Regions from separate parts of the Mus musculus genome. Here all the other regions are linked to region 3. A link is a contact called in public ChIA-PET, Hi-C and promoter capture Hi-C data. All regions are on one chromosome and are shown on one strand. The core of a region is the stretch at or near the end of the contact, and the rest is flanking DNA. Distances in the headings are between cores, read along the strand shown. Region 1 overlaps Syn3 (synapsin III). Region 2 holds the start of Btbd11 (BTB (POZ) domain containing 11). Region 3 holds the start of Prdm4 (PR domain containing 4). Region 4 holds the start of Ric8b (RIC8 guanine nucleotide exchange factor B).

Region 1 (2,700 bases), core at 187-2,686, 550 kb before region 3:
CCTACCCCCCTGCACCACCAGGACTCCCTGTCTCTGCCTCCCCAGGGCTGGGATTACAGGTGGCTACTATGCCTTCCGTACTTTTACAGGGGTTCAGGGATCTAACCTCCAGTCTCCCTAAGGCTTGCAAGTCAAATACTTCATTCACTGAGCCATCTCCCCAGCACCTAACCAGACATTGGACCTTATTCTGTGCTAGTTGTCTTACCTCTGCCTCAGCTATTTGACAAGAAAAGTTGCCTCCTGTTTGGAAGTGAAGTTTAATAATGGAGAGTGTGGTATGGTAACAAACAACTAGGCCACATTCTGTCTGTCCCTCAACTCCCTCCCAGCTTTGTAGCTCTTGTGACTTGCTATACCTGTCTCCTCACGGGGCTTTATGGAAGTAGATAACATGAAAGTCAATATAAAAGTCCTTGGGTAACTACCAAGTGGCATGCAAGCATATATTCATACTATTGTATAGAACTGTGGACCTCTCTGTATGTCATTAATCATGGCAGCAACACCTTCCAGGCATTCTTGGTTTATGCCTTTGTCCCCTGTATTGTGCAGAAAGGACAGGGTCCATCCCATTGTGTCTGGCTTCCTATTGCCATTCCTTCCTGCTTAGCACCTGCCAAGTAGATATTATTGCTCTTTATCTGCCCACAGAGCCTGTGACACTGTGACAAGGTACAGTGAACAAGGCTGGGATCCAGCTAGTGGCCCCAGTCAAGTAGCATTTAAATTTTGACGTTGGTCATCGATCTCCTTAATGTATAGAAATAAGTAGTGTAGAAGGCTTAGGTGCGGCTCCCTTGGAAGTCATGGTGGAGGTAATGCTTTTGCCCTGAGTGGTGTGTGGAAACATCTATCACTTGCTCACACTTCAATTGGGTCTTAAGAACAACAGTGGTTGGTTTCTGGCACGCTTCTTGCCCTTTGATGGGGAAAAGAAATTGAGACTCATGGGCTTACCTGGGAGTTGGCCACATATTCACTGAATGTTTGTGACTGGGAGACTTCCTACCACAGGTTCATCAGCTTCTCCTTCAAACTCCTTTCTTACATCTTTATGCCCTCCTAACCTCTTACCATCTCAGTGGCATTCCCAGCTCTCTCCAAATTAATGTTCCCTGGGTGCCTTCGAATCGGTCTTGCTGGTTGTGGTAGGGCACAACTGTAATCCTTGCACTTAGGAGGCAGAGTCTGAGAGGACTGGGAGTTCAAGGCCAGCCTCTGCTACATAGGGAGACTGTTTCCAGAACTAACAGCTTGCAGACACCAGAAGATTCTCTCTCCTACCTGTAGAAGTCTCCAAAACTGCCTGACTACAGCTACCAAAATTAGCCAGCAGGTGGCAGGCTAGCCCCACGGTCCAATGTATCCTGGCGGAGCCAGCTGCCTCCAGGTCCAGCTTCTTCCCAGCCTCTCCTGCTTTGTGTGAAGGTCTCCAGAGAGGAAGGAGAAGTTGTGAAAAGAGAAGAAACCAGCTCCCACAGCCTCTTCCTTCCCTTTTGAGATGATAATGAGAGGGGCTTCGACTGTCAGGGCTGAGAGTGACCCTACCCCCCACACCCACACCCAGAACCAGGGGCACACTGCTGTCCGCTTCCTGACCCTTCTCAGACTCAGCCCTGCAAACTGTCTTTCTCTGTTGGTCCAGGGCCAAGCTGCCTCATGAGGTTTCCTTGCAAGCAGAGAGTGTGTTGGGAACCCACGCCTCTTCTCAGAGGCCAGCTGGCAGATTATTTAAATCTGTGGGTCCAATCAATTCCACCTGAGAAATGGCCAGATCCCTGGGAAAGGGACCTTGCATTTATTTTTCCTTATTTTTCTTCCCATCTAGTCCCTCAGTAGCTACACCCTTAGAGAAAATGACACACCCCCTCACAGCAACCATTAACAGTCATCAGCGCCTCAGGAAAGGGTGGGATCTTGTGGACACTGGTGCTCTCTCTCTCTCCCTCTCCCTCTCTCTCTCTCTCTCTCTCTCTCTCTCTCTCTCTCTGATTGAATGTGGAAGGGTCTGTGTGTCCATAGTTACAGTGACAATGTCATATTGGGGTGACAACGTTTCATGACAACCCTCGCATCCTGCCACTCTTAAATTCTATGATGCTTCCAGGCCTTGACAGGGAATGATATAGATGTCCCAACTATGGATCATCAATAATCATCAATTGATGATTATGCTCATCAATCACATATTCTCAGCTCTTGCGCCAGATATTAATCTTTGCATTAACCAACATCCTCTAGGGGGAAAAAAGCCCCAGGCTGAGAGCTGCACTCGGTTATGAGTATAAACATATTTAGAAGGCAGTTTGACAGCCGGTCCCTTGGGAGAAAGAGTAGTGGGGGTGTCCTCCCCTTGAGCCTTTCTCAGCCATAGGCTTTTGATTTTGATCAGGTTTATAGTGTTTGCATTTTCTGAGAACAAACTGAGATCCCAAGACAGCTTTGCCGCAAGGGTTCACGGCGGAGTACTTTAAGATGCAGCTTGTGGAGGTGAACCTAGCCATGCCTTGGGTCTCTAGGGAGCTTCTGGCCACCCTAATAGAGGTCTGGCTTGGTAGCAGGTCTGTCCTCTGGGATGGGACAAAGCAGTCAGTCCTGGGATGCCCGTGAGCACGCAAGTCAGTTTCTAAGCTGTTTCCTTCAGCCTGCTGCCCCGGCAGGCACTGGCTTCCTTGCCTAGAGTTTCCAGCAGTTGCC
Region 2 (2,701 bases), core at 1-2,500, 530 kb after region 3:
GAAGAGACTCTCCATACAGGCGGTCAGGTAGATGGCGGCATGCTCGTGGATGCGCAGCGCCACGCGGCTGTCCACCATCCAGCGGTACACGCGGCCCACGGAGAAGGTGAGGCCGCAGCGCGCCGACTTGCCACGGCCCAAGCGGTCGCCGCCAGCGCTGCTCATGTTATAGAGGGACAGCGCGGCCAGCGCGGCAGCGGTGCAGTGAGCCGCCAGGCCCCAGGACAGTACGATCTCCATGGCACTCTGGATCTCGTACTTGGTGCACTTGGCGAAGCGCAGGCTCAGGCGCTGCGCCTCTTTAGCGATGCGCACTAGAGCCCGGCTTACCAGCATCGAGAGCTTGGCCAGCGCGTCCTTGGGCAGGCTGCCGGGGACCGCTGGGCCTGCCCGGGGATCCCGCGAGCGCAGCAGCAGCAACTCCAGTTCCTGGAGGGTCCAGGGGACCTCGTCGAGGTCCGGCAGCAACCGCGAGCAGTGCTGACCGGCGCAGTCCAGCCCCTCGGAGTCTTCCACCAGGGCAGTGTTGACGGTGTCAAAGCTGTTGTGCCGGCTGTGCATGGAGTCAGCTAAAGGCGGCCAGCAGCTCCCGCCATACGGGGACGCCGGGTGAGAGTCAGAACAGCACAGAGACAAGTTGGAGGAGCGCACAGAGTCCGCCGCGCCACCATAACCCGAGTCCAGCGTCAGATCTTCCAGCGTTCGCACCACAGGCTTCTTACCTCTCCTGGCCATCGCTGCGCCACTTCATGCTGCAGCCGCCGTGGAGCCGAGGGGAAGGAAAGGCAAGGATCTGTGGGCACCGGGGTCCTCGGGGACAGCGGGGCTCCACGTCGCCTAGGCTCACTTTCCCACCTGGCGTTGCCAGCAAGTGTCACTACTTTCGCCTGTCTCCCCGAGCCGTCACCACGGGAAGATACACGGCGGAACCTGAAGTCATCTTCTGGAGTCGGGGCCAGAGCGAGGGCGCACTGAGCCGCGAGCCAGGCCGGGAAGGAAGCTCCCGCCAGGACCCGCGCCTTTCATCCAAAATAAAAGTGTCTGGTCCTCTCCTCCCTGGGACCAGACGGATGCAGAAGCCTCCGAGAGCCGGCCACAGTGTCGATAGGACCTAGATCGCCCCAGATACGGCCGCCGCAGCTCGGCGGGCTACGGGCTCCCCCGGCTCCGGGATCCGGGCCGCGGTTCTCTTGAGCTCCCGCCCCGCACTAAAGCGCTGTAGCCAGGCGGCTGCAAAACCCTGCTGAGCCCCAGCAAACCAAGCAGTCAGAGGGCGGGCGCATGCAAAGCAGGGCCGTCGAAGAGCCAATGGAATCGGGGGATGCTAATTACTTAGGTTTTTTTTTTTTTTTTTTATTCCTCCCTTCCATGCGGCCCCGCCCCTCAGACACGCCCCCCCAGGCCTTGACCAGGGCTGCAGCTAGGAGGGATCCGCGGCCTAGGTGGAAGCCTGGAGAAGAACAGTCATCCTGCAACTGTAGCTTCCCTAGTTTCTGCTTTCGAACTATCGACAAAAATATCATTTATATCGTTATTTGTTCCACTCTGCGGTTCATAAAGTGTTTGTCCGAGGGTTACTTTCTGCTTTGGCATTTTAGATTTCTCTTTCCCTCCCACCAGCCCATACAAGATGCACGTTTCTCCTCCCTCTTCAGGCACCCTGACTAATTCAGGCGGGTGCCGCTTCTCAGCCTGGGTTTGCTCCAGCATGGAAGGAAATAAAACAGGAAAGTAGTGAGGGGGAGACTGATAATTGCCACTGGGAAGCGAATCTCTAGCCATAAACCACCTGTCACCAGGACTTTCTAGGTTTGTTCGGCAGACAGGAATCTACCCTTAAGTTCCAGGGTGTGTGTGTGTGTGTGTGTGTGTGTGTGTGTGTGTGTGTGTGTGTGTGTTCCGGCCACTCTGTGGTTCTGGTGGACAATGCTCTAGACTGCTCAAACTTAAATTTGTGCACAGGAGAATATTCTTTTCAGCTAAAGAAAGATACAAAATATATGTGTGTGTCTGCTGCATTTCTGTGTCTAACAGCATCATTGCTTGGCTATTTGTCTATCTCTACCTACCTTAGGAAAAACCTTATTCATTCAAAGATTCCTACCTCCCTTACACAATCCTATTCCTACAAGAAGCCCACCCTGATCTCCCAAAACTATCCTGGGTGTTTCCACCACCCCACCCTCTTCGATGGCTTCACATTTCTGGGCCCTTGTCACGCTGGCTTGCTACTATCTATTTATTTGTCTGGATCCCACATTGGGCTAGGGAGTTGTGGTAAATGTATGAGTCGACAAGGGAAGGACGTGCTTTGAACTGCTGGTTTGAACGTTCAACTGTGGCTGAAGGGATGTGAGAAGACACTCAACATCACTGGCCATCAGGGTAACTGCAAATCAGAACCATAAGGAGCTGCCAGCTCATGCCTGTTAGGATGGCGATTATCAGAAAGTCAAAAGATTACAAGCATCAACAAGGGTGTGGAGGATAAAGAAGAGTGTACTCTATTGGTGAGAAGGGAAATTGATATAGCTATTATGGAAAATAATGCCGAAGATCTTCAAAAAATTACTAATTAGAACTACCATGTGATCCAATAATCCCACATCTGGATCTTTACCAAACAGAAATAAAGCCACTATTTAAAAGATCTATTTACTCCCCTCTCCCTGTTCATTGAAGCATTATTTGCAATCGCTAA
Region 3 (2,707 bases), core at 45-2,544:
GTATTGGTAGTACTCGTGTGCACCACTATGCCCCACCTCTTACTTTTTAAATGCATTTTTACACATGACAAAACTCACCAATCTTTACTATTTGATCAATCTTTATAAACATATACAGGCATGTAACCATTATCCAAAATGGTCCCTCATGTCTGTCTTTCTATATAGGCAATTTCATCTCTTCACCTATCACTAACTTCCAACATCCATCAGAGCTGTTAGTAAAGTCTTGGCCTTTTCTAGAATTTTATACAGACTTCTAGTCTTTTGTTTCTGATGTTTTTTTGCTCAGTGTAGAAAGCTTCTAGAGGTCTACCTACATGCAAATAGCTTGTTACTTTTTATTGCTGCCTAGGGCTCCACAACGGTGATTCAGTGCAACTCTTTATTGGTTGATGACAGATCATTAACAAAGTTGCAAGGAACTTAGTACATATGTCTTTGTACATACATACATACATACACACATGTATATGTTTCTGTATTGGGTAAATACTTAGGTATGATTAGTGAATTGTGGGGTATGGGATATTGCCATAAATAGACTGACAAGGTGGCAAAGAGGGTAAGGCTCTTTAGTCCCTGGTACCCACATGTGGGAAAGAGAGTGTAAGTTGTTCTCTAACTTCTTTTACACATGCACATTTGCTTTCACATCCACCCACCCACTCATATGAATAAACATTATGTCAAAAGTTGGCTACCGAGCAGATGTTGTGGTTCCAATGATTATTCTAAGTAAGCACTGTGCCTGTCCGTGCAGAAGGGACGGGAAGGCAAAGAGAGAAGAAAAACACCTGCACAAATCCCAACATCATCTTTTATGATGTGGGAGCAGGGAAACTTCACACAGGGTAAAAGAGTTTCAGAATCGAAACCCGATTACTCCTGGGCCACACCGCCGTCTGGCCCAATCCTATATTTAAAAACGTTGTGTTATGTGGATTCATGCTTCCCTACTTGAGGCCATGCCATCTGGACAGAAAAGCAGAGTCTGGAGAACGTTGGAGTTCAGAACGCACCCCTAGCACGTGTATCAGTTCTGGTCTCCTAGCAACGGCGGAGCGATTATTCGGCCCTCGATTGGATCGGCACCCAGCTGAGCTGCAACACTCTGGGTGGAGCGTCTCTAAGCCCGCCCACTCCCGGGGCTCTGCGGTTCTCCACACGCAGAGAGGGGGCGGTGCGTATCCCCGGAAGAGCGGGTCGGAGCGCAGGCCGTAGGCAGGTAGCACGGACGCAGAGTGGCTGGGAAGCCGGAAACGGGCCCGGAGTGGCTGAGAAGCCGGAAAGGCGCCCCCGAGGGTGCGGCCCCGTGAAGGCGGCGGGCCTGACCGGGCGGGGCCGGGCGGGAAATGTTAGGAGAGCTGTAAACCGGGCGCGGGGTCCCGGGAGGCAGGAGCGTCCGGGCCGACGTTCGGCCCGATGACGAGCCAGGCGGCCGGGCCAGTGCTCCCCAGCGCGGGCCTCAGGTGGGCGACGCGGCGGGGCGGGCTCGAGCGGCCCGGGGCAGGGAAAGGCCACGGCTGATCGCTCTTCTCTTCTTCCAGGTCGGCCAGTCCGGCTGCCAGCGCTTCTGGGAAAACAGCCCCGGGCGCCGCCCAGCATGCCGGGCCCTCGCCGCGGAGCGCAGCCGCCGGCCCTCGGAGACGTCGGGCAGTGCGGGGAGGCGCGGCCACCGGCGGGATGTGGTAGCACGTGACACCGGCCCCATCGCGCACCTAGCAGCCGCCGGCCCCCTGCCCTGGACGTGCAGGTGAGCAGGGCAGGTCCCCAAGGCAGGGCCGAGGGAGCGGGGCGGACGCCGCCGGAGACTCAGTCTTTGTTTGGGTGCCTTCGGGCCACACGTGTGACGCGTAAATGGATTTGAGCACCTGAACCCAATAGAAATATCCAGAGTACTAGTTGGTTCCTGGGGTGATTGTTCTGAGTAGCCGTACATTGTTAGCTGCTTGGCACCTCTTTCCTGTCGTATTTTAGCTTTCGCTATTTTAATTTGGAATGTTACTGTAGTATCATAGTTCTTCACCTTTGGGGGTTTGCGGGTTACTGTAGCCAGGGATGGTGGAGTGCGGAGGTGAAGTTTTTAAATTGTGCAAGTCTCCTGAACTAGAAGGTACTGTGTTAGCGGAGTAGTAAAGACGGAGCAGTATTTAGCTGGGTTCCCCCCCCCCCCGCCCCCAAAAGCTTTTAAAAGGCTGTCAATATAGCGGGGAAGAGAAAACGTATTGACTGAAATTATTGGAGCTGGTTGATGCATTTTGTAAAGTGGCTGTATTCCTGTTAGTTTCTTAAATGTCATTTCCAGAAAACAGCGCGAGGTTTGCAACCAACAATTGATCAACTTCGGTCAGTTAGAAACATAAAAACAGCTAAGAATAATTGGCAGAAGACACAGTGACAAGACAGAAAGAACTCAGTATCCTTTAGGCCTTCTTAGGACGGTGATATGAGGTTGGTAGAATGGCTGTGCCTTGTTGAAGGGGAAGGTCCCTTGGGAGTCACTGTGTGCAGCATTCCTTCCTGGTGTCTTCTGTCTTTGAGTACTTGTGACCTTTGGTTTATGGCTGTTGAGGCCATCACGTTTTGGGGACTCACATCAAACAGAAATCTGCTGAGCCTCTGTTACTAAAGTCTTGTTTGAACGGGTGTGAGAAGGTCCAGAATTTCACACGAGTTATTATTGATGATGACATTGTATAGACGT
Region 4 (2,700 bases), core at 25-2,524, 1.0 Mb after region 3:
GGAAAGGAACAGTAAGGTACCTGTTAGGTATATGGTGTAACTTGGTGATGGATGGGTCTTCAGAGAAGAGAGTCATACAAGTCTCCCAAACAGCCTAAAGGTGTTAGGTAGGCTACTTATTAAAGCAAACATGAGAAACTGCTGAAAGGAAAAGGAAGATCTAATGGTACTTGGAGAGAGAGCTCCTCCAGAGATGAAAGTGGTATTAATAATAAGATACCGATCACTGTAGCAAAAGACCAGTGAATGGATAGTTTGAAAACCTAGGTGGGAAGGCTCTGGCTCCCAGGAATGACCTTGGGCTAGTTACTTAGCCCATCTGGAGGCTCCATTGCAAAACACAGATAATACCTCACAGGATTGCTGTCAAGATTAAATGAGATAATGAACAGAAAAGCTGTTAATGCGATACAAATAACAGGTATTATTAGGAGTTGGATTTTCTACCCACTTGCAACATATGTCCATGACCTTGGGGCGTGATTTCAGTTCTTTGCACCTCGGTTTCCTCATCTATGAAATGGGAAGGTTGATACCATCTACTTTATAAGCACTTGGAGGATATCAAAGGAGATCACATAAAAGACATCAATGCCTGGTAAACCATACAATGGTACAGGTACACAAAGACCTGCCATCGTTGCTGATATGTTTTGTGCATGACAAGGGCCGTGTTTATGCAGAGAAGCATGTATTTTCACACTATACAGGTGAGAAAGCCTCGCATGCATTTTATGCATCCAGGAACGGGGCACTGGGCAGCCGCGCATCTACAGATTCTGGGGGTGTGCCTTGCACGTTTAGGAAGAAGACCACAGGACAGGCTGCTGGGCCAGAAATCGGAGTGGGCATTATAGTGGAGGCAATGGGTAGATGCAGGATGAACGAGTGGGAAAGGCTGGGGGCACAAACACGCATGCCCAAGCCGGAAACGTTTTCGGGGGAGAGCAATGCGCATCCCCGGAATGAGGGGGATGGGGAGGATGCGAAGTGCAAGCCCCGAAGGCGGCCCGGGGGGAGGGGGGACAAGACAGCGAACGCCCGGGGCCAGAGTTCTTTACCTTGTCGCTGTAATCCCTCAGGACCCGCTCGATAGCCCCCGCCTCGCCGGCCCGGACGATGTAGAGGGCGCGCTCTTCATCCATGGCCGCAGGTGCGGGGGAGCCGCAGCCGCTGTGCGCGCCCCAGCCGCTGCCTCCCAGGTAAACGCCTCGCGCCCCCGCTACCTCGCTCCTTCCCAGCTTCCTTCCTTCCCTCCTTCCCTCCCTCCCTCCAGCCTCCAACCCGCCAGCCTCCGCCCGGGCAGGCCCTACGTCACCGCCCCTCAACTTTCACCCCGCGACGTCACCGCTCCCCCAGCAACCGGCGCCCGGAGGCCTCCCCTGACAAGGCCCGGGGCTTGGTGGAGGCCTGAGGAGCCACCAGAGACTGAGTCAGGCCCAGGCCCTGCCTACTCCCCTAGGTCTGCCAGCCTTGGGGAAGAGTTGGGCTTCGCAGCGGGCTTCCACGAGCAGAACTGTCTCTCCTAACACTCTATGAATCATTCCCCCATAGCGGACGAGAACTGGCGGGCTGTTCCCCGCCCATCTGCGAGCCTACCGCTTCTACACTACAATTCCCGACATGCAATGGGCTCATCCCACGCTGTCATCTGAGTTATTAGTGAACTGAATAGCATGCCGGAATTGGTAGTCATCCAGTGCAAAAGACTTCCCTCTTTCCAGAGGGCATGCTGGAAAATGTAGTTCCCTAAAGGCCGGAAACCAGAATCCTGCGACCGCTGGAGGCCAGAGGCGGAGGGACCCTTCGTTGGTGGGAGGGTCTAAACTGGGGTTTAACTGGGTTTTTTGTTTTTGGGTTTTTTTTTTTTTTTTTTTGGTTTTTATTTTTTTCTTTTTTCTGACCTGCACTTAGACGCGGCTGGTTGGACTTACTGACGATGGCGAAACGGCCGACCCTTGGTAGTGGCTGTCAGCGCCAGGTTGAGTTCCCTCTATGCTCAGTTAGCGGTTTCCGTCTCTGGAATGCTCACCCTCCTCACCCGGTTGCAGTCCTGTTATGCACTAGGCTACAGCAACATGGGAAATTGAACACAGTTCTTTGTGGAACCCTAAGGAATCACAACAGATAAAGAAATTTGGAGAGATCTATATATCTATATAGATATTATTTGGAGATAGATTATTAGATTATGTATATATAATTTTATATTATATGTATGTATATGTGTGTGTGTGTGTATGTACATATATACATATATATTTTATTTCTATTTTCCAGATGAAGAAATTGAAGCTCAGAATTAATGAGGCATACCTGGGATTTGAACCCAGGGAAATTAGCTCTGCACTTAGTAATTGAGAAAGTTGAGATTTGAATCCAGGTCGTTCCCAAAGATGTAAATATCACACAACCAGAGTATCCATGGAGTCAGTGGTGATGGAGGCACATATTCTCCAAGTGTTAGTTCTGTGCCAGCCACTTACATTTCATCTGGGTTCACTCAACATCTCAAAAAATTAAATATTTGAGAATTTGTGCATTGCTGGGCATTATCCAATACAGTGTGGATACAGTGGCTCCCAAAACAAGTCCCAACCTTACTGGGTGGTCTGTTCTTGTGGACATCACCATGAACAGCCCTGCTGTTCTTGTTTTAAAATGAGCAGTCTTGAAAATTTAAAATGCATAGTTTTTATA

What was found. Promoter capture Hi-C pulls out the DNA fragments that hold promoters and counts their contacts. Hi-C and Micro-C count contacts between places; a contact is called where the count stands out from the background. ChIA-PET counts read pairs in DNA pulled down with a chosen protein or histone mark.
Region 1: a contact with region 3 is called in a promoter capture Hi-C map of the 3T3-L1 cell line, with 8 times the contacts expected there. The contact joins the enhancer-like site here to the promoter of Prdm4 in region 3. A contact is called at or near these places in 17 of 39 promoter capture datasets (the 3T3-L1 cell line, 3T3-L1-derived adipocytes, the C10 cell line and 11 more), 1 of 484 Hi-C or Micro-C datasets (cortical neurons), 8 of 115 datasets of contacts at active chromatin or transcription factors (bone marrow-derived macrophages, embryonic basal ganglia, embryonic forebrain and 4 more) and 4 of 9 other capture datasets (adipose tissue, embryonic stem cells, liver and 1 more).
Region 2: a contact with region 3 is called in an RNA polymerase II ChIA-PET map of memory CD8 T cells, with 26 read pairs. The contact joins the promoter of Btbd11 here to the promoter of Prdm4 in region 3. A contact is called at or near these places in 2 of 39 promoter capture datasets (embryonic stem cells and stem cell-derived epiblast-like cells), 3 of 115 datasets of contacts at active chromatin or transcription factors (astrocytes, memory CD8 T cells and pancreatic cancer cells) and 1 of 9 other capture datasets (adipose tissue).
Region 4: a contact with region 3 is called in a Hi-C map of CD4 T cells, with 2.4 times the contacts expected there. The contact joins the promoter of Ric8b here to the promoter of Prdm4 in region 3. A contact is called at or near these places in 5 of 39 promoter capture datasets (hippocampal neurons, liver, pre-B cells and 1 more) and 1 of 484 Hi-C or Micro-C datasets (CD4 T cells).

What each region holds. Positions count from the first base shown.
Region 1 is chr10:86,462,652-86,465,351 of GRCm38.p6, reverse strand. All of the region lies in intron 2 of Syn3 (synapsin III), which reads left to right. Among named protein-coding and RNA genes, the nearest start is that of Syn3, 35 kb to the left of the region's middle. Within about 2 kb of position 1,436, at least 22 of the 459 cell types and tissues checked have an H3K27ac peak or open chromatin away from gene starts, as enhancers often do.
Region 2 is chr10:85,385,363-85,388,063 of GRCm38.p6, reverse strand. It overlaps Btbd11 (BTB (POZ) domain containing 11), which reads right to left and starts at 1,250. Exons shown (of 17, transcript NM_028709.2): 1 at 1-1,250. The coding sequence starts at 735.
Region 3 is chr10:85,915,573-85,918,279 of GRCm38.p6, reverse strand. It overlaps Prdm4 (PR domain containing 4), which reads left to right and starts at 1,294. Exons shown (of 12, transcript NM_001302886.1): 1 at 1,294-1,472; 2 at 1,551-1,756.
Region 4 is chr10:84,916,187-84,918,886 of GRCm38.p6, reverse strand. It overlaps Ric8b (RIC8 guanine nucleotide exchange factor B), which reads right to left and starts at 1,274. Exons shown (of 10, transcript NM_183172.2): 1 at 1,062-1,274. The coding sequence starts at 1,145.